Linked DNA regions of Zea mays: region 2 is linked to region 1. Evidence: chromatin contacts called from public Hi-C data. All regions are on one chromosome and are shown on one strand. The core of a region is the stretch at or near the end of the contact, and the rest is flanking DNA. Distances in the headings are between cores, read along the strand shown.

Region 1 (6,769 bases), core at 239-2,738:
CCGATCACCACCACCTCGCCCGTCGCCTCGTCCTCCCACGCGTTCCACAGGTGGAAGCAGAAGCAGTCCGGCACGTCCACCCACGCCATCTCCGACGCGTCCGCGGCGCGCTTCGGGAGGACGCCGAAGCGCGACGTCTTCTCCCTGTCCAGCACCACGGGCGACCCGCCGCGCAGCATCTCCTGCAGCTTGAACACCACCTGGTGGTCGGGCACCACGACCAAGTTCTCGGTGATGGCGAAGTCGTGGATCATGGTGGGCTGGGCCAGCGGGATCTCCACGTCGTCGGACTTGGTGCCGTCGGGCCTGAAGTAGAAGTACTTGAGGTAGGGCCTCCTGACGACCTCGTAGCTGAGCGCGTGCAGCTCCCCGGTGGCCGGGTCCAGCTTGGGGTGCGCGATCATGGGGCAGCCGAGCTGGCCGTCGAAGTCGTAGCGGCCGACGGTCTCGAGGTCGCCGTCGTCCGCGACGCGGACGTGGTACGGCAGGTCGTCCTCGGACATGGCGAGGAGGCGGCCGTTGAAGTAGACGAGTCCGGCGTTGGCGACGCCGGTGCCGGCCGAGGGGTCGACGAGGCCGCACGCGGCGCGCGCGTAGAACAGGGCGAGGCGCGCGATCCCGGAGTGGCCGTGCAGCTCGCCGATGGCCTTGGGGAAGACGGGGCGGCCGACCGCGCGCTCCTGGGTCAGGCGCGCGGTCTCGGTGAAGCGGCAGGCGTAGGACTCGGCGACGCCGTCGCGTATCCGCAGCGCGTGCACCATGCCGTCGCCGTCGAAGAGGTGGTGCCCGGCGACGGGGTCGAAGCAGGGGTTGGCGCCGTTGCGCGCGTAGACGCCGCTGATGAAGGGCGGGATGCGGCCGGAGACGGGGAGCCGATGCACGGGCAGCCTCTCCCCGACGGGCGCGAAGTTGCCGGCGATCTGCACGGCTGGGTCGGCCGTGCTGGGCAGCCCGCGGGGCCGCTCGAGGACGTTGGCCACGAACCCCTCCTCGAACGCGTCGAGCGCGGCCGCCGCCGCGCGCTGGAATAGGTTGAGCTGCTTCTTGCCGCCGCCGCCGCCAGACTTGCGCGGCGCCGCGGCGTGCCTCGGGACGGCAATGGCGGTGGGCTTCTTGGACGGTGCCGGCAGGTCGGCGTGGAACGGCGCCTGGAGGCACTCGTGCGGCACGGAGCGGACGGCGCGCGGCGAGAACCTGACGGAGTTGGAGGCCCGGGCCCTGGACCCGGCCGGCAGGTGCCGGTGTATGGAGACAGAGGTGGGCGGGGCGAGACCCTGCATCGGCGGTGGCTGAATTGGCGTGGGATCGCGTGCGGGGGTTTCTGCGTGATCGAGTGGGTTATTGCCTGGGCGGCGGCGGAGGATGGACTCTCCACTGTTGGTGTGGCGGCGGTACTTGAGAATGTGATGGATGATTTGGGATAGGAGCCGGCGGTTGTATTTATAGAGAGAGGGTGGAGTCGCGGGGACAGAGCAGGGGAGGGAAGCTCGACGACGGGCGGCGCGGGTGGAGGAGAGTAGAGTGGTGGGCGGTTTGAACGGGCCGCGAGTCCAAGAATGAATTTGCGCTTCGCGACGCGGACAGGGGAGCCCACGTGGTGCGCAGCGGGAGGGGGGGGGGGGGGGGGGGGGGGGGGGGCGCAATGACGGGGACGTACCCGCGGCCCCGCCCCGCCTCGCGATTGCTTTGCGTGGCCCACTGTGCTTACCTGGTGCCTGTGGCTGGCTGGTGCTGGTGCTGGTGCTGCTCCTCGTAGTCGTAGTCGTAGGGTATTTTTGTTGGCAGCAACTGCAGTAGGCGAGTAGCTGAGTCTGCTGCTAGGGACTCGCGATCGAGTCTTCTCCGGCGCGCAGCCCATACCTGGGATATGTTTGTCTCTTCCTCGGTTAGAGCTGTCAATATCCCGATCCGTACTCTAGTGCACCGAGTATATATATTAGGATCCCACTATATATCAAAATGATTCTACCTGATGTCTCTTAAATTCCATCCTGGCATTACCTATAGGCTCAACGCGATTGTACATACAAAAAAAATTCTTAATTTTTGATACTACAATCCCACAGTACCATACAATAATTAATACAAACGAGTTTTTAAATAGTTTAGATGTAATAGAATATTATTCAAGTTACAAAATCTTACATAAGATATACTATTTGTAAATACCAAATACGATGGTACGATCTGATGCTGTCAGACAATCTTGACTGCGCTTCCTTGCTGCTCCCGGCCCCGTGCCAAATGTGCCGCAGCTGCCCAGTGCGGCCAACTTGTCAAGTCCCTAGTAATAAACTTTGCCTTGTTGCCCGCAGTATGAATCACTCAAGACACGAGTACGCCTGCTCTCCAGTCGATGTCCCCCAAGGGACGTTCCTGGTGTGGAGATGCGAATACGCCGCGATGATCGCGCTGAAACTGAACCTGAACCTGAACCTGAACCTGGGACAAACCGCCGCCGACCGAAGCCGGCAGGGGCGCAGATCCCCGCCTCGGGCTTGTTCTCGCCGCGCCCGGGGACAGTCGGACAAACTATATGTGCCCGGGGTTCCAATCTGTTGCCACGATCGCAGAACAACGTCGTTGATCGCGCCTGCTGGTCGGCGACGAAGAACCGGTGCTAGTAACAAAATCTGCAGACCGGCCGGCCCGCGATTCACACTCGCAGACCGCCCGGGCATCCTTATTAAACTGAACATCACCTGATCAGCATTTGTCGCCGGTCCCGTCCAAAACAGGCGTCATCCAAGCCAGGAAAAAAATCACCCTCCGGCTCCCAGCCAAGGAACACGGGGACAAGGCGGCGGGCGGCCCTTCATCAAAATTTGTCAGGTGCTGGCAATGCAAGCGAAGCATGGCGCGGACGGCGGCGGGCGTCCTCTTCCCGGCCTTTACGGCGCGTCGCTCGGGGGGGCTCTGCACGGCCGCCACGTCCGTCCTCCAGGGGCTTATTACCTGCCGCGCGACCGCATGCGCGCGCCCCGGCGTCCGAGCGCCGTGCTGACACGACAGACAGCACCCACGCGCGGCTCCCCTACCTCCGCTAGCTAGCTCTTGCCAAGATGACATCCCCGCGTGGGCGGCCGCGCCGCGCGCGTGCATGCATGCCCCCACCCCATCTCTGGCACGTACGTACGCCCCGCGCGCCGGCGCTCGGCGGCGCCATGTTCCGTCCTAGCTTCCGGCCGGCCGGCCCGCAGCTTGCCGGACAACGTTTTACACGGGACCTTCGTGTTTCCTGGGCACGCACGGGGTAGAATGATGGTGCCCGGTCGGTAGCTAGGCAAGGGCCCGACCGTCGCCGAACCACCGTGGACGACGTGAGCGGCTCCGCGCGCGAGCGCGACACGGCCGAATTAAAACCCACGCGGGCGATGGCCTTTGCGAGACTTGTGCGCGCAAACAACATAGACTTTGTGCGAGCTCTTTTGTTGACTGTGGATCGGAGTGACTCGTGCCAATTGGTTTCGTAGAGGGTCGGCTGCCAAACGACGTACGGTCGATCGGTCGCTGTCTTCTCGCCGGCGGCCGGTGAAGCCAAGTCATTGACGGCAAAGGGTTTCCAGTGCATTGGAACTAGTACTAATCTGACGTGGAACCAGAACTAATCTCTTGTGAGCCTCTTGACATCTTTTTAGTGCGCCAATCACTCAACACGAACCAGCGACGGTGCTCTCTGCACAGGGGTGGACGGTCCGCGGCCTGACGCGAGGCTATGGTTCCTGTCTGACGGCCGGACGGTCCGCGCTCTGGGACTGGACGGTCCGCGCGTACGCAGGGGCGGCGGAAGATCACCGACGGCGCCTGGATCTCGCTCCCGGGAGGGACCCCGTCGGGGAGGAGAGATACTAGGTGATGTCTAGGCTCGGGAGGCCGACCTAGACTCCTCTAATCGACGTAGAGTCGAAGAGAAGCGAAGAATTTAGTGATTGGAAAGCTAAACTAGAACTACTCCTAAGAAATAAATGCGAAATAGAATTGTTATTGATTCGATTGATGATTACAAATCGGTCGTCCTCTATATTTATAGAGGAGGGCTGGACCCGTTACGAACAAACTCCCCGAGTTAATTCCGAGAATCTAGCTAACAAACACAGCAAAAAAAACTCGGAACCCTAATCTGTTCTGGGCGGACCGTCCGGCCCCAGGGGCGGACCGTCCGGCCCCAGGGGCGGACCGTCCGGCCTCTTTTTGATGCCCAACATATGCCCCCTGCCTTTTGGTGGAGCTGAGCAAACCAAAAGCAACTAACTCGATGTGATTACATCGATTTTATTAAGCATCTTGCCACATACTAGGATGGTACTGCTTGAGGAAACGCCCATTCAAGGCTTTCCGTAAATCTTTGCCTTGTAATGTTTGCAATAAATAGGCGTTACCAGACATTACCTGTTTTACTTTATATGGACCCTCCCAGCTTAGCGACCATTTTCCAAACTTTCGGTCTTTATTCCTTAGAGGCAGGATGGTCTTCCACACCAGGCCCCCTACTTGAAATGACTTTGCTTTGACCTTCTTATTGTAGACCCTAGCATCCATGATCTTGTCCTTTTCTATTGCTCCCAAAGCTATCACCCTTCTGTCGGTCACCTCATCAATATTATCCATCATTGAATTATAATAATCCATAACAGTTAAATCATTTTGTCTGGCGAACCTGACAGCATTTAAACTTATTTACTTATTTTCACAGGCAACACTACTTCCTGCTCATAGACAAGCTTAAAAGGAGATACTTTAGTAGCACCGTGTTTAGATATTCTGTGAGCCCATAAAGCTTCAGACAAAATCTTATGCCAATGCTTAGGATTACCAGATATCTTCTTTTTTATCAAGTTAATCAATGTCCTATTACTGGACTCGGCCTGTCCATTGGCCTGAGCATAATATGGAGATAAATTGAGCAACTTAATTCTATATAATTCGGCAAACTCACATACCTCTTTTGACATAAAAGAAGTCCCTTGATCTGTAGTCAAGGTCTGGGGAATGTCGAATCTATGAATAATATGTTCAGTTATGAACTCAATTACCTCCTTATGTGTCATGTTTTTCAGAGCAACGGCTTCAGTCCATTTGGTAAAGTAGTCAGTGGCAACTAACACGAACCTATGCCCCTTTGATGATAAAGGATGAATTTCTCCTATAAAGTACAATCCTCATCCTCTGAAAGGCCAAGGCTTGATGATAGGGTGTAATTCGGCTGTAGGGACCAACTGTAAGTCACCGAATATTTGACATACTTGGCATCCTTTGTAGTACTAGAAACAATCAGCTATCATGTTAGGCCAATAAAAACCAGACCTTCGCAACAACCACTTCATCTTTGGAGCCGATTGATGGGTACCACAAATTCCTTCATGTACTTCGGCCATGGCTAATATAGCATCATCTGGGCACAAGCACTTAAGCAAGACGTTGTTGACTGTTCGGCGGTAGAGTTCATCACTCATCAAAACATACTTGAAAGTTGTACGCCGAATGTTCTTATCTGTCCTGATATTGGGATTTCGTAAATAATTAGTTATGGGCGTCCTCCAATCACTTACATCGGCTTCATTATCAGCCGAATCAATTAGGAGAACTTTCCCGGTAACCTCGGACAGTCCGGAGTCTTTACTCGGACGGAACGCGACCTGGGGAATTGGCCCTGCATCGGTTATCAAACTTTCAGTGTTGTGAAATCTCCCTCGCTTTATCCGATAACCTGATGCATCTTGTGCCAAATTGTTAGCTCTATGATTCTCAACTCTAAAGATATGCCGAATACTTAATTCGTCAAAAGAATGAATTATGCCCCAACATTTTTCAAGGTAACTATTTAGAGTACCATCAAAACATTGATATTCTTCTAACACCTGTTGGACGACCAGCTGAGAATCACCAAATGCCTTCACATGTTTTACTCCCATACAATTTAAAAGTTCCAAGCCGAACAAAAGGGCCTCATATTCGGCTTGATTGTTAGTGCAATAAGTTTTCAATCGGCTAGAGAAGTCGAAGGAGACATCACTTGGTAAAACAAGTACGATGCCAATTTCTTGCCCTTCATTGCAAACCGATCCATCAAAATATAAAGTCCAAGGAGTAATAGTGAGGTATGACATGTCTAGTTTATGAGTATCATTAATCCGATGTTCTATAATAAAATCCGCTACGACCTGGCCTCTCATAGATTTAAATGGTTCATAGGCAAGTCATATTCTATGAGTGCATACGCCCACTTACCAATTCTACCACTCATAATCGGGTTATGCAACATGTATTTGATCACATCGGCTTGAACAGAAACCGTGCAATGACTAGACAGTAAATAACATCTACACTTGGTGCATGCATAAAACAAGCATAAGCATAACTTCTAAATAAAAGTGTACATCATTTCAACATCCACCAACCTCCGACTTAGATATGTCACCACATGCTCCTTTCCTTCAGTTTCTTGTGTCAGAACAGCCCCAATGACCTTATCTTCAGCTGCAATGTATAATCTGAATGGTACTCCTGCTTGTGGTGCTTTTAATACGAGAGCCGAAGACAAGTATTTTTTAATGAGATCAAATGCTTCCTGCTGCTCTGCCCCCCAAGCGAATTCGGCATCATTCTTAAGCCGAAGGATAGGGGTGAAGGCATCAATCTTCCCGACTATGTTAGAGATAAAACTTCGTAAATAATTCACCTTGCCGAGAAACTTCTGCACTTCGACCTTACAGGTCGGAGGTTCCACATTCCGAATAGACTTGATTCGGTCAGGGTCTATCTCTATACC
Region 2 (6,760 bases), core at 3,085-5,584, 190 kb after region 1:
GTCACAAAGACCGGGTCTCTTTCAACCCTTTCCCTCTCTCAAACGGTCCCTCGGACCGAGTGAGCTTCTCTTCTCAATCAAACGGGACAACAAGTCCTCGCAAGGACCACCCCACAATTGGTGTCTCTTGCCTCGGTTACAATTGAGATGATCACAAGAAAGAATGAGAAAGAAAAGAAGCAATCCAAGCGCAAGAGCTCAAATGAACACAACAAATCTCTCTCTCTAATCACTAAAGCTTTGTGTGAAGTTGGGAGAGGATTTGATCTCTTTGGTGTGTCTTGTAATGAAGGCTATAGCTCTTGTAAGGTGTAGAAGTGAAGAAACTTGGATGCCATTGAATGTGGGGTGGTTGGGTATTTATAGCCCCAACCACCAAAAATGGCCGTTGGAAGTGTGCTGTCGCATGGCGCACCGGACAGTCCGGTGCGCCACCGGACACTGTCCGGTGCGCCAGCCACGTCAGCAGACCGTTGGGGTTCGACCGTTGGAGCTCTGACTTGTGGGGCCTCTGGGCTGTCCGGTGGTGCACCGGACAGGTCCTGTAGACTGTTCGGTGCGCCAACTGTGCATGCTCTGACTCTGGCGCGCACTGTAGCGCATTGAATGCGGTTGCAGACGACCGTTGCGCGCGAAGCCATTGCTCCGCTGGCACACCGGACAGTCCGGTGTGCACCGGACACTGTCAGGTGACTCACCGGACAGTCCGGTGAATTATAGCGGAGCGCCCTTGGAATTTCCCGAAGGTAGCGAGTTCAGCGTCGAGTGCCCTGGTGCACCGGACACTGTCCGGTGGCACACCGGACAGTCCGGTGCGCGAGACCAAGGTGCCTTTGGGTTGTCTTTTGCTCTCTTTGTTTGACCCCTTTCTTGGTCTTTTTATTGGCTTATTGTGAACCTTTGGCACCTGTAGAACTTATAGACTAGAGCAAACTAGTTAGTCCAATTATTTGTGTTGGGCAATTCAACCACCAAAATTAATTGGGAAAGAGGTGTAAGCCTAATTCCCTTTCAATTATGTCGAGCGTTCGGCTCTTGGCAAAGCCGTCTTTGCTGAGTACCATTTTATGCCGAGGGTTCAGCTCTCGGCAACACACTCTTCGTTGTGTGCTTTATTGTGCTGAGTGTACGTAGTACACGACAAAGTAAGTTTTGTCGAGTGTCCGATAAATTTCCCTTGGCAAAGAGCTAGATTCCGATAGTGTGTAGTTAGTCTTCTACTGAATCTAGGTGCTCACTAACCATAGTAAGATTAGGTGCTTGTTCACCGCTCACACGTGAAACACAACAAACCGGTCGACCAACGCAAGTGGTGATGGCTTGCATGCAATAGTTGCGGTCGACCTTCAATTTGTAGTTGTACTAGCTTGAGCAGACATTTTGTCGTGGTTCTCCAGCAAGGGGCATTATGCCATCAATTTGTAGTTGTACTAGCTTGAGCAGGCATTATACAATATATGTCCGCCATATTTTATCTTGATCCAACTTTTATATGAGTATTTGAGATCCTAAACAAGTTCAAATAAAGAAGTTATCAACTACAAAGTTTTAAAACTTTTCATGATCTACAACTTTGGTTTTGGTTGTTTCTCCCTTTAAGGTCTTTTAAAAAATAATTTTAAATGTGAGAAATTTGAAGGGACTGGTGATGCCTAAGAGGGTGTTAGACAATATAATTTCTCTCTAATCTATGATGTTATTTTCTCCTAGTCAAAGTCTATACAAAGAACCAAGCTATCATATGTATAACTATGATTTTGACTAAGTGTTGTTACCTCTAACGTAAGGAGTTATATAACTCGGATTCCAAGCCTATCCACTAATCTATGACTAAACTAGGAAGCTAAAGCACATAACCAAGGTAATACAATATAAATATGGAAGCTTAAAAGAGATACAGATGCAAACTCTCGTTCATGTGCCAGTATTTTTGCCGACGTATCGAGAAGCACACAAACATCCCCCTAATCCTTGTTAGAGTCCCAAGCGAGGTCCAAGCTCCTAGTCAGATAACTATGTGGATAGCCCTAGGCCTTCTCGACACGCAAATGGTGCTCCGATTTTTGCCTCTCTTAGATGCTCCCCGCCTTCTACCGTGTTTCCGGCTGAAACGCCATGAGCCTCGTTTCATTCAATACATTGTGGCAGTTACACCACAAACATGATTTGTGTGATTTCGTAATAGCTACAAGAAGATTGACCTTTAATGACGTTCTGATGGTACCATAAGCGTCACAAAAGGTGCGTAAGTCAAGGTCTTATGTGACGTTTTTATTAAGGAACATCATAAATTACGACATTTCTAAGAATATTCCTCATTTGGAACGTCCTAATTTATAATGTTTCATCATAGAAGACCTTTAATTGTAGGCCTTCTGTGACGGTTATGATACCATCAGAACATCATAGAAGGTCAATATTCTTGTACTCGGTACAGATAAAATAGTGTGCACAAGCATCAAGGGTTTGAGGGTGTCTAACCTCGCTTCTAACCACTAGGAAAATCTAGAGAAAATGTTAATAGAGCGATCTAACTAATTAAACTAAGCACTTTGTAAGGCACCTACGTTAATCATCGAATGATCTTTGAACACTTGGGTGTCTAGAGCTACAAAAATGGAGTTTCAACTCTCTAGCAATGTTTCTCAGCCCCCACCTAGTGCAGGGTTTGGCGGGTATATATATCCCCCAAATCCAAAACTAGCTATTGAAAGCAATACAAAACTTTTCCGTACTCACCGGACATACTCCAATGTAGCTAGGCACCAGACTGCCCGATGCTTGTCCATGTTAGTTAACCATTGGAACTAGCCACTGTTGGTTGTTTGAGTAACGACATCTGATGCTTTGACCGATGTTACACCGAATATGTTCGGTGCACTGTAGCCCTTCTCGGGTTGTTATACAACCTCTCTTAGTACCCTGTTCGGTGGGGTATTTAATAGTACACGGGACATGTCTAGTGTCTTATAGATATCTCCAAACACGTTGTAGATTTTCTTGAGTTTTTAGTGCCCATCCAGTGTGATGTCTAGTGCACACATATGTGTTTGGTGTTCTGTGTTTCTATAGCCCTTTCTTTAATACACAATGTAATTTCTATATGATATTTTATCTGGTGTTTGAATGGACACGTTTGATGCTACTAAGCAACCCATTTTTTTATTTCTTCATGTCTTTTCGACATGGTTTCTTTGATCTTGTCTTGGGCTCTTGCAAACCGATACTAATGCTTCTCTTAGAGCTTTGATGGTTAGAATCGGTACTAAGGGTTATTTCAGTATCAATTTTATCTCAACCCATATTAAGTGGGTATTTGACATGGCTTTGTTGCATTGTAGAGGAGCTCTGTTCTAAAACTCTAGGTGGAGCAACTATGCTCAGGAGTTTAAAATGCTTTCTCATAACAATAGTGGTGGCTGGTAAATGCCTTTAAACTCTGTGTCTAGTTTGCTTTTTTAGGACTATAGAACAATAAAAAAGATACTCTAATATACTGTAACTCTAAAAACTTCATAAAACTTACAATTGTTATGGTATTTAACTAGCTCTAGCAAGCCTCTTCTAGAGCTATATGCTAAACACTCCCTAAATGCAGGAGTTGCAGGAGTGGGAAGTCACCTATCTTCAATAGTGGTTCATGAGCTGGTCGGCCGCGTGACTGAGAGGACCAACGTATATATGCGTACATACGTAGGACTATGGGCTGAACAAAACTTCACATGCGCATGGGTATCTAGGGTTGTAGGGGTGGTAATGAACTCTAAATTTTATACTACAGATTTTAAGGATTAAATCGAATTAGGATCGGTTTGTATTCATATTCATTTTTGAACTAAAATTATTTAAGTGTCTTAACTTTGTGAAGAGATATTTGGATCATGATCCATTATCATACCTATGCCTATCAAGTGGTTGGTGCACACAAGGTAGGAACAACATCGTGGATAGAACACACAATTAGGACTTCCACTTAGAGGTGGATTGAGGTGAATTAGAAAGGATTAAATCCCTTCCTATAGGTCTCCTGCTCAGTCAGATTGTTCAAGTGCCATGAGCTTTTGGTCACATAAAAGCAGCCCGGTGTGATGCAAAGCTCTGGTCGGCCCAATTACCCCCTTCGGCCACTTCGGGCACCAACACCTCTGCGGCTCTGCCGTCCTATCGAAAAAGAAAAAAAAAACAAAATGAATAAACCTCCGCAGACCACGCCCACCAACGCCCATGGCCCAGGCTCTCGGGCACGTCAGAGGCGATCACGACGCCTGCACCCAGTTCAGTGGTCCACCATCATCGCTCGTGTCGTGTGCTCAGCCGCAGCCGTGAGGATCCCCAGTTCCCCAACCTCTCTTGCTCGCTCCCCTCCCAGGCTCCCACAGTCACACACTCGTCTCGAGCGCCGCCCCAAACCCCCAACCAAACCCTCGCCGCCGTCAGCGGCCATGGATCTTCGCCGCCCGCCGCGCTCCTCGTCGGGCGGCGTGGAGCCCAAGATCCGCCAGGTCGGCTTCTTCACCCCGGATGCCTCCGCGCCGTCCGAGCCCATGCCCCCCGCCGCGGTGGTCCAGGCACCATCGGCGCAGCAGAGGCCGGTCACGGCGTCGCCTCCGGCGTCAGACGACTTCTCCCAGGGGCGCCTTTCCCCTGTCATGATCCCTCCCCCGCGCCATGCCGACCACCTCGCCCTGGGCCCACACCCCCCGGCGGCGGCCGACGTCGTCCTCGCCACTTCTGCGCCCGTGCGTTCGTCCCCGCGCCTCGACATCGTGTCCGAGATCGGCGACGACGACTCCTGGTCACGCGCTCCTTCTGCTGTGGAGCTAGGTACTCTATCAAATCATGAGATTGCCATTGGCCGTTGCTTTGGGGGTGGGAATGGGATTGGTTTATACTGCCATGGTAGCGAACCAGAGGAGCTTCTAAGTAGTATTTACCTTTAAAATAGGAAGGCTCGCGGCCATGCAATCAACACTTGAAAGTTTAGAGCTAAGCAAAGTGTACTTGCTTCTCTCTGAAACTTGCTTGGACTCTTGACAAACTGACGTTAGTGTGCACATAAATAACCTGTAACATTTAGATGTGGTATTATTCATGAAATATTAGTACCTGAGAGGCTTTTGTAAAACTAAACTTAAGAAAACGATTTAGGAATTACAAACACACATTTATATAACAGACATGTTGAGGGAGACACCAAGCCCATGGTGAGGGAAGACTGTTTTTCAGATAGGACCATACTGTCTCAGTTTGGTTGCCAAATTCAAATATAACCATTATTTTGTTGGTTTACCTGGAGCTGTTTGTGCATGGAGAGTTCTATTAGACCATGTCCACTGTTACCTTAAAGGACGTTAGACTTTAAAAACCTTCCTCTCTGCTGCGGGTGACCTACTTAAGATAAAGTTTGTTCAATTTTTTTATATGAACAAATTTGTTCCTCTTACCATCACAGTAGGATAGTAAAAAATATTTTTTATTTATATTCTATTGCTAAAGGTATTTCTATCGTACCAAATACTTATTTAACACTTCTATGTTCTATGACAATTTATTATGCACTTTGTTTGCTTTCACTTCTAATGGCCATATTATTTTTTAATTCTAATATAGGAGGAAGCTTCATTAGTTAGTATTCATAATAAAACATTTTTTAAAGAAAGTTTATTATTCCTTGCCGTTAGTCAAGCTAAGAGTCATGGATATATTGGTTATAATTTGAACTTTGTTTCTATCGTGGACATGATTTATCAATAGGAGGCTCATGTAGTTTTCGTTTGTATATAGTTTTTGACCAAGCAATAATGGTTTGGATTTGTGGATTTAACATAAGTAGGTCTTTGAAGCTACAATACATATAGATTGTCACAAGCGCTAGCTTAGGTTAATCACTTACACCTAATTTGTTGTTCTTTAGCAAACATGTTGTATATGTGCTATGGTAGTTAAGAGATCAGCGTACCTTGGTTTATGGTATGACCATACTAAGGGGCTGTTTGGATCACAACTAGATTATTATAATCTGGATTATGCATAGTATTGTAATAATTAGGATTATGGATAATAATAATCAGATTGTTTGGATCTTTGGGTTATGGTGACTGATTGTGGTTTATAACTTTATATGTGATATAGTTGTTAAGAGATCAATCTACCTAACTGACAATTTGTTGTTTTTTAGCATAAAGGTTATTTGGGGGATGTCTGAATGAAAATCAGGAAGTTGTAGTTGTGCTGGTTTCTGTATGTTAATTTTGGCATATAATGGTTAATATCTATTAAATTTGGTTGAGAAAATTATTTGACAATTTTATTTATATACGTGCACATAAGTTTGTTTCAGAAGAAAACAAGTGTGGTTTGGCTGAAATACGGAATGAGGGTGCTCCAGCTTCCATTCCACAAAAGCAGAAAACCTCGAAGGCAGAGAGACGTGCAATTCAGGAGGCCCAACGTGCTGCTAAAGCTGCAGCGAAGGAGGCAGGTAATTGCCATGATATAGGGTTTTGTGGAGCGCTGCTTGAATCACACAAAAAGCCTCTCAGCATTTCCAATTTGTATTTTTTGTTTGTTGGCCTAGAGTTTGGTGGTGGAAAATGTGCCTATGAATATGTTCAACTTTGTTATGATGATCTTGCATGTGTTTAACGGAAGCATAGCTCCCAATCAGATTTTCATATTACTTTTCATTTACAGATAAATCAGGAAAATCTGCTGGTGCTGCGATGTCCAAGCAAGCCAAGCCAGCAAAAACTGCTCAGAA

The links. Hi-C and Micro-C count contacts between places; a contact is called where the count stands out from the background.
Region 2: a Hi-C map of leaf shows a contact between it and region 1, with 10 times the contacts expected there. The contact joins the promoter of LOC100304117 here to the promoter of LOC103626043 in region 1. A contact is called at or near these places in 12 of 25 Hi-C or Micro-C datasets (bundle sheath, ear, endosperm and 4 more) and 1 of 3 datasets of contacts at active chromatin or transcription factors (leaf).

The regions. Positions count from the first base shown.
Region 1 is chr5:17,614,761-17,621,529 of Zm-B73-REFERENCE-NAM-5.0, forward strand. LOC103626043 (9-cis-epoxycarotenoid dioxygenase 1, chloroplastic-like) reads right to left here and starts at 1,489. Exons shown (of 1, transcript XM_008646423.2): 1 at 1-1,489. The coding sequence starts at 1,280.
Region 2 is chr5:17,805,202-17,811,961 of Zm-B73-REFERENCE-NAM-5.0, forward strand. It overlaps LOC100304117 (translation initiation factor eIF-2B delta subunit), which reads left to right and starts at 4,335. Exons shown (of 7, transcript NM_001165599.1): 1 at 4,335-4,824; 2 at 6,341-6,481; 3 at 6,694-6,760. The coding sequence starts at 4,443.